Linked DNA regions of Hordeum vulgare: region 2 is linked to region 1. A link is a contact called in public Hi-C data. All regions are on one chromosome and are shown on one strand. Each heading gives the region's core, a stretch centred on a gene start, on an enhancer-like site or on the middle of the called end of the contact. The rest is flanking DNA. Distances are from core to core; before and after follow the strand shown.

The links. A called contact is a pair of places that touch in the nucleus more often than the background predicts.
Region 2: a Hi-C map of leaf shows a contact between it and region 1, with 2.8 times the contacts expected there. The contact joins two enhancer-like sites. A contact is called at or near these places in 4 of 6 Hi-C or Micro-C datasets (leaf and seedling).

The regions. Positions count from the first base shown.
Region 1 is chr3H:104,649,012-104,651,711 of MorexV3_pseudomolecules_assembly, forward strand. No RefSeq gene overlaps it. Among protein-coding and RNA genes, the nearest start is that of LOC123443138, 110 kb to the left of the region's middle. Within about 2 kb of position 1,275, at least 2 of the 3 cell types and tissues checked have open chromatin away from gene starts, as enhancers often do. A contact at or near this core is called in leaf, where this site is marked.
Region 2 is chr3H:105,162,916-105,165,615 of MorexV3_pseudomolecules_assembly, forward strand. No RefSeq gene overlaps it. Among protein-coding and RNA genes, the nearest start is that of LOC123439623, 48 kb to the right of the region's middle. Within about 2 kb of position 1,451, at least 2 of the 3 cell types and tissues checked have open chromatin away from gene starts, as enhancers often do. A contact at or near this core is called in leaf, where this site is marked.

The DNA.
Region 1 (2,700 bases), core at 25-2,524:
TTATCCGGCGCGTGCAGCGTTCGGTCATGGGCTAGCCCATCAGGGGGAGGGGGGTTCAAGTTTTGTGAAGGTTCCAGAAGCTTTTTAGATGTGATTTTTCATTTAGTTTTTTCAAGGACTGGTTTTCTTCGGTTTATCTTTTTCCCTTCGGTTTTTTCATTTGTTCCCTTTTCATTTTTTTTCTTTCTATTTTTTCTGTTTTCTTTTTTTCCTCCTTCTTTCTCATTCGATGATTTTGTTTTAAATTCATGAATTTTTTTTCTTCAAAATCGATGATTTTTTTCAAATTTTTTGTACGTTTTTTCAAATTCGATGAACATTTTTAAACATTTGATGTAGTTTTTTCAAACTTGATAAACTATTTTCAAATTGGGTGATTTTTTTTCCAATTTTTTTTATTTTTCAATTTCGTTGAATAGTTTTCACGTTAGATGATTTTTTTTAAAAATTTGATCAACGTTTTTTCAAATTTGATGAACTATTTTCAGATTCGATGATTTCTTTAAAAAAATTATGAACTTTTTTCTAATTTGATGAACTCTTTTTATCATTTGGTGAAATTTTTTCAAATCCAGTTAACTTTTTTTCAAGTTCAATGAACTTTTTTCAAATCTGATGATTTTTTTTAAAATTCAATGAATTATTTTCAGATTCGATGATTTAAAAAAATGATGAACTATTTTCCGATTTGATGATTTTTTTTTAAATGATGAACTATTTTCTAGTTTGATGATATTTTTTTTATAATTTGGTGAAATGTTTTCAAATTCAGTGAACTTTTTTCAAGTTTGATGATTGCTTATCAAATTCGATGAACTTTTTGCAAGTTTGGTGAAGCATTTTTTCAAATCGATGAACTTTTTCCAAATGTGATGAACGTTTTTAAAAATTGATGAACTTATTTTTAACTTCGATGAACTTTTCTCAAATTGTATGAACTTATTTATATCTTCGATGAACTTTTCTCAAATTCATGAACTTGTTAAACTTCATGTTTTTTTGAATACATGAACTTCTTTTAATTTCGTGAACCTTTTTTTAATACTTGATTTTTTTGTACATGCTTGTAACTTTTTTAAAATCTAAGAATTTTCAACTCTTGTTCACATTTTTCCAAAAACAGTCACGTTTTCCAGGAAAATGGCTATTTGTTGGTTATTTTTTTTGCTACAGAATAGAATTCGCGTCTGTGTCACTTTCGTGAGCCGGCCCACAATGGACTGCTGTAAGTGCCAGTTCCCATTCGCGGCGCTGAAGGTGCTGCATAGGAACACCCTGTGTCACCAGGATTAGTCTTGGGGCCGCCCTTGTTTCTCGCTTAGAGCAAAACATAGGGAAGCCTTGACTGAAGACGAGCGCAAGATGCGCTAACAGAGGTACACGCGAGGCCGTAGGTCACCTCATTTTTATTCACGATTTTTGTTTTCTCTTTTTTCTTTATTTTTGTAACTTTTGGTTTTACTCCCTCCGTCCTAAAAAAAGTGTCGCTGTTTTAGTATAAAATTTGTACTAACTTAGTATTAAATTTGCGCCACTTATTGTGGGACAGAGGGAGTATATGTGAAGAGAAAATGTTTTCCATATATTCAAAATATGTATAAAGGAATATAAAATATGTATGAAAAAATCGATCATCTTGTAAAAAAATTATAATCATGCATTTGAAAAAATGTTGGAACGTATACGTCAAAAATGTCAAAGACGCATTTCAAAAATATTAAATAGCTACAAAATAAATGTTTACCATGTGTTAAAAGATGGTTCATGAAAATTTGAAAAATGTTCAATGTGTATAGAAAAAACGATGACTAGGTATTATGAAAATGTTAATCTTGTATTTCAAAACAATTAAACTTGTATTAAAAATGTATTATATATATACCAAAATTATACAATATGTATGGGAAAAGGTAAACATTAAAAATGAAAGTTATCATAAAATGATAGTCATGCATTTCAAAATGTTGAATCTGTTCTAAAAACTTATCAATTGTTGAACAGGGTATTATAAAATGTAAATATTGTATTTAAAAAATATAAGATTGTATTGAAAATGTACTGGATATATACCAAAATTATACAATATTTATGGGAAAAGACGAACATTAAAAATGTAAGTTATCATAAAATGATAATCATGCATTTCAAAATGTTAACATGTACCAAAAAATTATCATATGTTGAACAAAAAGAAATTGATAAAAATCGACCAAACAAGAAAACGAGAAGCCCAATAAAATACATAGAAAATGAAAAACCAAAAAATCATATTAGAAAATAATCATTTTGTATTTCAAAAATTGTTAATTGCATACTAAATATATATTTCCTTAAGAAATTTGGGTCATCAAGTATTTTGAAATGTGTTGACAGTGTAATACTAAAATGCCTGTGATATAGTCGCTCATTTTTTATCAAAACAAATGTATTAAATTTGTAGATCTTGTATTTAAGAAACATGTGATTAAAAAAATAAACATCTTGTTTAAATTGACATTTAACTGTCGTTGAGTAGAAACATATGGAACATGGATTTGGGAAATGTTTGATAGCCAAACTCTTATCTTAGGAGGGGGGGGGGGGTGGTTCTCAGCAATTCATTATTTCGTATATGGTTTGTATATGTTGTCATTCTTCCATTTACTGAAAAAAGTTCTAGATAGATTGGACTACTTTAGATCGGAAAAAAATTGGCATTGT
Region 2 (2,700 bases), core at 201-2,700, 510 kb after region 1:
TGAATAAGATTAAAAAATGACAAAGATTGGAAAATGTGGGTTTTTTCAAAGGAGGGAACACTCGAAGAATGTAGAAGACGAAGGACTAAAGGGCCAACTATAACTGCCGGAGTCAGGAGTTATCCCTAAACCGACGGCGACTGGAGTCGAATCTACAAGCGACGATTGGATTCCCCTATCATCGTCCATTGGCTTTGCCTGCAAGGACATCCCATCGATCCGCACCCTAGCGAACGACATCACACGACGAATCGACATGCTCGTCGAGGTCAACGTCGTGCGTTGGAGTGCTTCGCTCGACCTTTCTGTCATGTACGCTCCCGTCTCTTTCGTCCACGGGAACTTCCCCGCCGCTGCCTGGGATGGTTAGGGTTAAGGAGAAAGGAGCACGACCCCATTGTTCGCAGCAGATTTTTTCCAGCGCTATTTTGTCTCGACGGCTTCACTAGATGGGCTGCGTGGCCTAATTAACCACAATGGTCCGAAAAAGCTACGGGAATAGCTGCCCTTCGGGCAGCAAGCCCAGGTCGTGGTCACGTTCAGAGCAAAGAGAGATTCAGGTGCATCCAACGGCCAAAAACAGTGGAATCTTGAAAACGAACGGTTCAGACATTTAATGGCCTGAGAGGGCACGGAATAGGTGCAGTTTTACTGTCCTTAATGTCGAGGGTTCGCAAGCTCCCAAGCTGCGTTTGGTAATGGACCGGCCCAGGAACTTCCTCGAAGATTCCCTGAACCGGTTTTTTTTTGTTTTCTTTTTTCTTTTTTTTCTTTTTTCTCTGTTTTTGTTTTAAAAATGTTCTGGATTTTTAACAAATGTTCTGAAATTTGAAAGAATGTTTCAGAATTTCAAAAAATGTATCGTAATTTGAAAATTGTTCCAAAATTCGAAAAATGATTCAGAATTTTAAAAAAATATCAGGTATTTAAAAAAATGTTTTATAATTTGAAAAAATGTTTCGGATTCGAAAAAATGTTCCGAAACTTAAAAAATGTTCTGAAATTTTAAAAAACCTTTTGTTATTTTTATTAAAATGTTTACAATTTTTCAAAAGAAATGTTTTGAAATTTGAAAAAAGGTTCGAAAATTTGAACAATGTTCCAGAATTTAAAAAAATGTTCCAGAATTTGAAAAATGTCTTAAAATTTGAAAAATGTTTCGGAATTTGAAATAATGTTCCAGATTTGTTTTTCAGGAATTTTAAAATATGTTCCAGAATTCGAAAAAATGTTTTGTATTTGAAAAAATATTCCGTCATTTAAAAAAATGTTCCAAATTTTGAAAAAATGTGCTAAAATTTAGAACAAATATTCTGATAATTTTACTGAAATGTTTCAGATTTTTCAACTGCTGGTCGCTAACTTTTTTTTATGGTCTCTACATTCGCTACTGGTGGCTAACTTGGGTCGGCCTAGTCGGGGCGACCCCTGTGCGTCCGCTCGGCAGTTCCCGCAACAAGCGGCGGATAGGAGGTCACAAATAGGAGCGCATACCCAGGATCCTTTTTCCGTAAGCTTGGGCTGGCCCACCTATACCTTTCCGGTTTAGTGAAGATTCTAAAACCTTTTCAGATCATTTTACTAAAAACAATGTTTTGTACCTTTTTTCTGATTATCCATTTGTCTTTATTTTCTTTCCCTTTTAGAAATTCTATGTTCCTTTGGCCTCTATTAATGCAACATAGGTCTTGTTGCAAAATTATTTCTGTAATATAGGTTTTGTTGTAGAAGTTTTTTGCAGCAACTGCTTTGTTGCGAAAACAAAACTTGCAATTGAGGTTTTGATGCGATTTTTTTGTAACTCAGGTCTTTTACCGAATTGTATTTGTTATAGATATTTTGTTGCAAAATATAGTATTATTGTAGACCACCGTAACATGGTATATGCTTCTGAAACAAATCCTATGTTGCACAAACGTGTTCGAAAGACGCCCGTCATGTAAAGAAGGTGGCGGCCGCGGCCGTTATAATCCGTCGGTAAGTTTTTACCTTTCTAAACTTAGATTTTCTTTTAAATTTGCAAAAAAATTACAACAGACCACAATTTTCAAAGTGCGAACAAATTTCATAATTCCGAACATTTTTTGGATCTCATGAATTTTTTTCAAACGTAGGACTGTTTTTTTAAATTCATTGACTTTGTTTTGTTTTGACAACTAATTTTTTTAATCTATGAACATTTGTTTAGTCAGTGAACATTTTTGAAGTGATGAATAATTTTGAATTTCATTTTTTAGTTTTGCTTTTCTGAAGATTTTAAGAATCTCCCTTGTTTATTCTTTGAATTCTCAAACATCTGTTTTCAAATTGATGAACTTCTCTGAATATGAGAACATGTTTTTAAATATCCTGAATTTTTTTTTGTGTGAACATTTTAAAAAACATAAAGATTTTTTTAATATATGAACATTTTTATGAAATGGAGACATATTTTGAATCCATGAATATTTAGTGGTCTTCGTGAACATTTTTCGATTCTTTTGTAATAAATCTCACATTTTTTTGGAAATCCTGAATTAGTTGAAACAAGAAATGCGCAGAAAAGAAAAAACAAAAGCAAGAAAAACGACATTATAAAAATAGGGGGCTTCCCGCTCCATACATGGGCCGACCCAAAAGGGCCTGTGTTAGGAGCGCTGGTTGGGATTTGGATGGTTTCCGAGCATGCAAAATTGGAGCTCCCTCGGGATATTCCCTTAG